Linked DNA regions of Triticum aestivum: region 1 is linked to region 2. Evidence: chromatin contacts called from public Hi-C data. All regions are on one chromosome and are shown on one strand. The core of a region is the stretch at or near the end of the contact, and the rest is flanking DNA. Distances in the headings are between cores, read along the strand shown.

What was found. A called contact is a pair of places that touch in the nucleus more often than the background predicts.
Region 1: a contact with region 2 is called in a Hi-C map of leaf, with 4 times the contacts expected there. The contact joins the promoter of LOC123098124 here to the promoter of LOC123098123 in region 2. A contact is called at or near these places in 2 of 5 Hi-C or Micro-C datasets (both in leaf).

Annotation. Positions count from the first base shown.
Region 1 is chr4D:392,157,618-392,161,970 of IWGSC CS RefSeq v2.1, reverse strand. LOC123098124 (protein Barley B recombinant) reads right to left here and starts at 1,650. Exons shown (of 2, transcript XM_044520017.1): 1 at 1,349-1,650; 2 at 1-1,211. The coding sequence starts at 1,080. The coding sequence ends at 40.
Region 2 is chr4D:391,672,503-391,677,217 of IWGSC CS RefSeq v2.1, reverse strand. It overlaps LOC123098123, which reads left to right and starts at 3,280. Exons shown (of 2, transcript XM_044520015.1): 1 at 3,280-4,076. The coding sequence starts at 3,520. The coding sequence ends at 4,062.

The sequences.
Region 1 (4,353 bases), core at 401-2,900, 490 kb before region 2:
AGCGTTGGAGCCTACAAGGCAATCAACATAGCATGTCTCTTACCTGATTGTTACAAACTTGTTTGTGCCATGTTTGGCCCAGAAGGTCTTCAAGTCAATTGGATTATTAAGGTTGTACCCTTCACCAGCTAGCTTCTCAAGAACCTTTTTGAATGCACCTTGGCTCATCTTCCTTCCAGCAATACGTGCGCCCCGGCGCTTTGTGTTCATTGGCAGCGGATATGTCGAAATAGAAGTTGTGCAGCATGCAGACTGCCAGCCACCTGCACCCCACCGGTAGCATTGCTGGGGAGCTCCAGTGCATGAGCACACAGGTGTTGGTATCCTTGAAATGTCAAAATCAATACCATTAATTACCATTTCCACAGGCTTAAGAGGACCCCTGCTTCGGGGTGCACGGGCCTTGGGTGCCCCATCTTCGCCTGGAGTAGCAACCTTCTTAGGTTTCTTCGGCTTCGGCAACTTAGGCTGACGACCTTGCTGCCTCTTCTTTACCAGAGGCTTGCTTCCGACCACAGAATGCTCTTCAACCAACGGTGGGGCAATTTTTTCCTCCTCAGGCACAGGAGGCTCCTGTGGCTGCATCATCTGGAGAGTGTGCGCACCACGCGCATCTGGCATCATCCCAAAATCTGTAGGGTGGTGATGCACAGCATGTCCAGGATGTCCAATATGTCCAGGAGGCCCAAGAGGAACAGCATGAAGGACCTTCTGCTCACGGGAATGTTGATGCTGATGCTGATGCTGCTGTTGATGTTGGTTCTGGTGGTGGTGCTGGTGCTGATGCTGATGCTGCGAGGGGTGCATCCAGGCCTCGTTGCGCACAAAGTCCATGTGAATAGCCGGCGGCTCGGTGGGCATGCCACCAGAGGGTTCGCCGTTACCATAGTCGCGGGGATGATGTGAATGCGGCGGGTGGTGCGGGGCGTTGTGGTGCTGCAAGAAGGTGCCGTTGGGGAGCAGCGGCTTTGTGTCCCGGTGGCCGCCGGCCACAGATGGCATCAGCTGCAGGCCGAGGTTGCCTTTCATCGTCTCATAGAAGCCCCAATTCCGAATGCTCAAGCTGCCGTCGTCGTCCATCTCGGCCGGCCCTGAACAAACGAATCGAAATCCAAGAAAACCGAGATTGGAACGAGAAATGTGCTCTTCTTTCGGGCTCTGGACGGTCAGGCTATCCCCACCATTGCATTCCAGACACCAATCCCTGGAACCTATTTCAGAAAACAAGTCGAAAAAAATTCAAGGATCCGTAAGCAGGGGCGGATCTAGATGGTGCGCACCGGCACACCCAGAAATTGCGATTGGTGAGTGGGATTTAACAAATCTCTGATTGGAACAACCCTCATACCTCAAAACCCAATGGCCCGAGATTGCGGACGGGGCGGGGACAGCAGGGACGAAATTCGGCGACGAGGAAGAACGGGGACGGCGATGGCGGCGAGGCGCGTGAGAGGGGCGGAGGGGATGTGGGAGTGGGGGATGGGATGGGGTGGGAGTGAGGCGTCGGCGGTAACGCAGTGCTACGGCAGGGCACGTCGTGGCACAGTCTAGGAGAGATGGAGCCGCCTAGGGTCGGATTGGTTAGGTCAGGAGGGCCGAGGCTCGGGGTGAGGAAGACGAAAGCAAGGTACAGGACGGTCTAGAGAAAATGGCATATTTCTTTCTGCATTTTGACACAAATGCCACGCCTTGGATAAGGACCCACGTGTAAGCGGTACCGAAATGGCGCTTCGTCAAAGCCAAACTGCCGAGTATCTCCAACCGAAATGTGTAAAGTTGAAATGTATGATCGAGTAAATACCACGGAATTACAGCAACAGTTAGATTTCCTATCTTCTACTCGGAATTAGAGCATCTACAACCAGACGCCTCAAACACTTGGACGGTCGGCCGGTACCGGACAAAAAAAAATACGACCCAACCGGGCACCTCAAATCGGCCTCAAATGTCTGGGTTGACCGACACCCCTCATATCTAGCCCAATTCTAAGGCGGATATGGGAGGCCCGGGCGCGTCCGCCACGTCGGATCCGGGTCACATTGGCCCACCTCGACCCCACATATATTCGTCCCTATCTGCAACCCGGACCAAACCCTAGCCACTCCACTCTCCACTCCCCCTCCCCCTCCCTCCTGCCCTCAAGCTCACTTTCAGCGAACTCCGGCATTCTCCGGGCATGACGAGCAGCGGGTCCGAGTCCTGCGTCAACCAATCTACGAACTGGGACTTCATCCCACTCGGGCCCGAGGAGGAGATGGTCGTCCGCACTGCACTTCACCGCGCCCGCGAGGAGAATACCCGGCAACGGTTAGACTCGATCCGCCGGGAATCTGTCACCTCCGCCCAAATGGCGCCTGGCACGCGGCGCATTGTAGCTGTCGAGGCGGTGCGCTCTGTCTGGCGTCCAAACGTCGTGGCGGAGCGCAACCCCTTCATTGGCGCGCCGACAATGAGGCCATCCGTGGCCCCGTTTGCTGAGGCTATGGCGTGGTGTGCCCACCGTGCGAGGCAGAGGGTGTGGGAGGTCGTGACAGCCCTCGCGGCGGATGTTGGCGAGGCGGAGTGGCACTCTCTGAGCCGATACGAGTGGCCCACAACCCCGAGCATCGCAGTCGCGTCATGGTGGACGTGTCAGCCTCCCTTGAACAGGACAGATCCATCGTCGACCTCACATGGATCGGCACCGTGAAGGCTCTGGACTCCAACGAGGAAGAGTAGGGCGTGGAAGACGGCTGCACCTTGAGCCCCGTGAGCCGATGTGTGTCCCATGTCCTACTCTACCTCGCCGGTGATCGGAGCAAGACTTTGAGGGGCGTAGCCGGTTCTCGGATATGGGCACGGCGGAGACGAACGAGCTCCGCTTAGATCAGGTTTCACGTTGCATGTAATTGTATGGATTTGAGGTTCGTAGTTGATGTATCCGGTTGTGGAAATGATTTTTTGAGGCGTGACTGGTCAATGTCCGGGGACGCGCCCGGGCGCATCCACAAGTGTTTGAGGGGCCAGATTTGGTGTATCAGATTGTAGATTCTCTTAACTCCCACGGTCGACTTAGGGTTCGCTCACGAGCTTCGCTTTTTTCAGGAAGAAAGAGCAAGCGATCTCGCACAACCGCCAAGGCGTCTCCTTCGGTCGTTGTCCTCTGGCGACTCCCCTCCACCGACGACCTCCGTCGTTGGTGGTGACGGGGGTCACCGGATCCACACGTGTGGACCGTTTAGCTTCAGGTTTTAGGCCCTAGTAGCTTAGGTTTTTGGTCGTTCATCGTTTTGGCTTCAGTGGTAATGACAACGATGAATAAAGAAGCTTCATATCCTTCCTCGACGAGGCGATCGACCCTATGGTTAGGGGTGAATTTGGAAATCAGTCTGTTCAAGCAAGGATGGCGTGGTAGCAGTGGCATCCTCGTGGTGGACTTGTGTCCTCAGGCTTCGTTGTTGTGACAATGTTTGCTCCAGCGTCGACACAGAGCTTGGGAGGTAGTCCAGGAGCGGATGCAGATTGTGGTCTGTGATACGTCTCCAATGTATCTATAATTTTTTATTGTTCCATGCTATTATATTATCCATCTAGGATGTTTTATATGCATTTATATGCTATTTTATATGATTTTTGGGACTAACCTATTAACCTAGAGCCCAGTGTCAGTTTCTGTTTTTTCCTTGTTTTTGAGTATCGCAGAAAAGGAAAACCAAACGGAGTCCAATTGACCTGAAAATTGACGGAGATTATTTTTGGACCAGAAGAAGCCCACGGAGTATCGGAGATGGGCCAGAAGAGTCCCGAGGCACCCACGAGGGTGGGGGCCCGCCCTACCCCCTGGGCGCGCCCCCTACCTCGTGGCCGTCTCGGAGACCCCCCTGACTTGTTCCCGACGCCAAAACCTCTTATATATACCCAAACTTCCAGAACATAACCTAGATCCGGAGTTCCGCCGCCGCAAGCCTCTGTACCCACCAAAAACCAATCGGGACCCTGTTCCGGCACCCTGTCGGAGGGGGGATCCCTCACCGGTGGCCATCTTTATCATCCCGGCGCTTTCCATGACGAGGAGGGAGTAGTTCACCCTCGAGGCTGAGGGTATGTACCAGTAGTTATGTGTTTGATCTCTCTCTCTCTCTCTCTCTCTCTCGTGTTCTTGATTTGGCACGATCTTGATGTATCGCGAGCTTTGCTATTATAGTTGGATCGTATGATGTTTCTCCCCCTCTACTCTCTTGTAATGGATTGAGTTTTCCCTTTGAAGTTATCTTATCGGATTGAGTCTTTAAGGATTTGAGAACACTTGATGTATGTCTTGCATGTGCTTATCTGTGGTGACAATGGGATATTCACGTGATCTACTTGATGTAT
Region 2 (4,715 bases), core at 2,031-4,530:
TGCATTTTGCCTAGCTGTGCTTCTCCAGGACCATACTCACTTGACTCATAACCTTGAAACATACCCTTCTTGGAAATTGATGTCAAAGGGGGAGAGAGGTGCACATCAAAGCATATCTTCAGCATATCTTCCGAAAGGGGGAGAGAAATGCACATCAGAGCCTATCTTTAGAAAGAGATGCTTGATGCTTTTCTAAAGAGAGGAGATAATTTACATATCTCTAAGAGAGGAGAGATATGTTAGTCATTTTATTTGAGCCTATTTTGCGCTGATTTTGTCTCAAACTACCTACTCCCATTATCCTATGCTAGATTCAGGGGGAGAGGAAGTTCAATCTTGGGGGAGAAAAATATTTGGAAACTTATTGCAAATATGTAGTTCTTTGGGGACATGTCCATATCTAAAGGAAGTGCTCACCCAGTGATACTTATCTAACACATGTCATCCTAGTCTTGGTACTCTTGTGGATCTTGTGACTTCCTTCTTGTTGAAATTTTCTTGTGTTATCTAACCTTGTTTTCTCAAGCCTATTTCTTCAAGAACCAGTTCAAGGACCACAAGGTAAGTATATGCATCTCACTCGTGTACATGATGATCTCTTGCTTGTTGCACATATAGTTTGCAAGAGGGAATCATAAACATGAAGGTGCATATTTCATCTTTTTTTTGCTCTGATGCATATAGCCAATATATATGTAACTCATTACTCTTTCTATCATGTTGTGCATTCACATGTCTTCAACTCCTATCATAAACATGATTGCACACTTATAGGGGGAGCTTATGCTTGTTACATATTCCTTCAAAGCTTGAATGATTCACTCATTGTACTCTTACTTAAAGCTTTGATGTATGTTGTCATCAATTACCAAAAAGGGGGAGATTGAAAGCACATTTGCTCCCTTGGTGGTTTTGGTAATTAATGACAACATACTTTCTATTGGACTAATAGTTTTATCTAGTATATTTTAGGCAAGTTCAACTGCGGCATGGCAAGGATGTGAGGATGTGGAACCCTTCAAAATGCTAAGGACATGAATTGGCTAAATCACAAGACTCTCCATTTTTGGTTAAGTGATCTAAGATCACATTGAGTCCATAGGAAGGCCAATACTATTAAAAGGGGATGAGGTGTTGTTAATGATCTGGTTGCTCAAGTGCTTAGTGATATTGCTCCAAAACTCTCAACCACTTTCACTATCCAAATATGTCCAAAACTCTTTCAAGCCAACTCGGTCCCACCAAATTCTACCTTTCTGGAACCACCGAGTTCATTTGGACACTACCACAGCCAAACCCTAACATTTCAGTCTGACCGAAATGGCTCTCGGTCCCACCAAGATGGTTGTGCCAAGTTTCTGTGATGAAATCACTTCATCTCAGAATCACCTAGTGAAAATTGATCGGAATCACCGAAACGCGGTTCTGCCTTTGCCATTGCACTTTGGTCTCATCAAGATGATCCAGTCGGTCCCACCGAGACCTCCAACGTTCATATATTTTGCACAAGTCGATCTCACTGAGAATTCCAGTTGGTGCCACCGAGTTTGGTAAAATGTGTGTAACGGTTGGATTTCGTGTTGAGGCTATATATACCCCTCCATCCCTCTTACTCAGTAAGAGAGCCATCAGAACGAATCCACACTTCCACCATTCATTTTCTGAGAGAGAACCACATACTCATGTGTTGAGATCAAGAGATTCCAATCCTACCATTTGAATCTTGATTTCTAGCCTTTTCCAAGTTGCTTTTTCACTCAAATCCTTCTTTCACCATAGCCAATCTATGAGAGAGAGTTGAGTGTTGGAGAGACTATCATTTGAAGCACAAGAGCAAGGAGTTCATCATCAACACACCATTTATTATCTTTTTGGAGAGTGGTGTCTTCTAGATTGGTTAGGTGTCGCTTGGGATCCTACGATATGATGTGGACTTGAACCAAGAAGTTTGTAAGGGCAAGGAGATCGCCTACTTCGTGAAGATCTACCCGAGTGAGGCGAGTCCTTTGTGGACGATGGCCATGATGGGATAAACAAGGTTGCTTCTTCGTGGACCTTTCGTGGGTGGAGCCCTCCGTGGACTCGTGCATCCGTTACCCTTCGTGGATTGAAGTCTCCATCAACGTGGACGTATGATAGCATCACCTATCGGAACCACGCCAAAAATGTCAGCGTCTCCATTGTGTTTGCATTTTCCTTCTCCCATCCCCTTTACATTCTTGCACTTGCATGCTTTACTCTTTCCGCTGCCTATACTCATGCTATGCTTGTGCCAAATATATTGTGAGCCCTTTAACATGTGTTAAACTCAACCTTAACTTGAAGAATTATAAAAACTTCCACTTTTGATTGTTAAGGGTCTAATCACCCCCCTCCTCTAGACTCCTCTTCTCGATCTTTCAGCTTTGAACCATGACAGCCACGGAACCAATAAATGGTGTGCAGTAGGACTCCATTTGCGTCGGTGTGGGAGGCTAGTGGCTGCTACTCGACTAGTTCGTCTTACGCCACCAAGTTCTGGGGTAGAAAGGTGGTGCCGACGACTGATTTCATGTGGAAGTCCAAGGCCCCTCTCCTGTGTAGGTTCTTCACTTGGTTGGCACTCAAGAATATATGTTGAACTTCAGATCGCCTGGCACAGCATGGACTTGATCACGAGGAGGCGTGCCCGTTCTGTGACCAAGAGGAGGAAACCATACGACACATCCTGCTTGACTGCGTGTTTGCACGGGACATTTGGAGTGTGGTCAGTCGAGCCATGGGCAAGCGGGAATGGACCCCAACTGGAGGATCCACCCTCCCGGAGTGGTGCCATGATAAGATCGGGACGGGTTGCAATAAGAAAGATACACGAGCAATCATTATTCTTGTCATGTGGGCATTGTGGAAGCATCGAAACTCGATCGTGTTCGACGGGCAACACAGTCGAGAGACCATGTAATTTCTAAATTAGAGGGTAGAACATGGAAACTAGTTGAGATCCTTAGAGGCGAGGTGGATGCCTTTCTTGGGGTATTGACAAGTGGGCTATCGCGAGTCGATACGACTTAAGAGTATGTGGATGAGGTTGGGTTCATGTAACATGTAACACCAACATAAAGGTGTTATTTTCTTATCTTCTTCTTCTTCTTTTTTTTTTGATAAAATTATTATCTTCTTTAATAGTACACACACGCGTGTGTATTCGACGGAAAAAAAACGTCGCTTGTGCACCGGATCTCTCAGATCCACGGAGCTGGCACGTTCGGCGCATGGTGCTTCACTTGGCTTCATGACTTTCTCCGAGAGAGAGAGAGAGAAAAAAAGCAAAATCCGGCTCGGACGAGCTGAGCACGCTCTACGGCCTTCTAGAACCCTCCTCGCCCTTCCATAACAGAATAGAACATCGCCATCACCTCCTTCCATTTCAGGCTTCCAGCCTCCGATCTATACCCCGATCGAGCCTCGCCGGGCGGAGGCGCTCCCCATGCCACAGGCCTAGCGGCGTCAATCTCACCAACCCACACCCCGCCGCCCGCCATGTTCGGCGTCGTGTTCCCGGACCACACCTTCCCGCTGGACGCCACCGCCTTCGCGCAGGTCGCGCCGGCCTCCTGGCTCCTCGACCTCTCCACGCTCTCCCTCCCCTCCGCGCCCCGCTCCGCCGTCGTCTTCCTGCTCCCGCCCGCCGCGGCCGCGCTGCCACCGGGCAAGGCCGTCGCCGTCTACTACCAGGCGGCCGCCAACCGCCCCTTCGCCTTCCTCGGCGCGCTCGGCCCCGCGCGCCCCTCCGCCACCTTCCAGCTCCCAGAGGCCGGGGACGAGCCGGAGCCCCCCGCCGGGCCCGCGAAGTTGGGCGTCGCCGTGGAGGACGCCGCCGCGCTGCCCTCGCCCCCCGACGAGCAGCGCGCCGAGCGCGTCGCGCTCCGCGTCGGCGAGAACCTCTTCAATTTCATGCAGTCCTTCTGCGCCGCCGACGGCGGCAAGCTGGTGGTGCCCACGGATATTCTGGACCGCTGGTTCCGCAAGTTCCAGGAGAGGGCCAAGAAGGATCCCACCTATCTAAAAAGCTTTGACTTCTAAAACCAAAGCTTTAGGTATTCCTTCTCCTACTCTCAGTGTATTGGTTGTTCTATTCTTAGGTTCCTTGGGTGCGAATTGGTACAGGAATGCTTAGCCTCATTGGGTCCCTAGTAGTTTCAGATCGTGATCTACAAGAGGGGGAGATGTCCTAAAAAGTGTAGTGTTCTTGGACCTCTTAGTTCGTCAGCTATGCGATCTGGTGTTAATTTTCATTGTTTGTGCGAGTTCATGACGTTGGTTTCAGCATAATGTGAATATGCCCCGGTGAGATGTGTACTGATAGAAGCTTGATGTTAAATATTATCCCTTTATGGAAAAATGTTGTGCTGAGATTAAGCACATCTTGTGGGAGAGAGATTGGAGATTGAATGTTTGTGCGTACTGACGTGTAAACAATTTGGAACTACCAATTGCTTTAAATCTTGATTTAGTATTACAACTGAACCTAATTTGAATTGGATGTCAGCATGAAGTGTATGACTTGAGGACCTATTAGATTCTTCGTTACTCATCTTTACTCCAGCAAATATAACGCCCTAGCCCAAATTTGATTAGTGCCTACTGTGTATTACCCCTTCCAAGGGTTGATGTCACCGGCAACATACAACTAACTGGCAGATGCAGCATACTGCTAACTGGGAGATGTCTAGGAT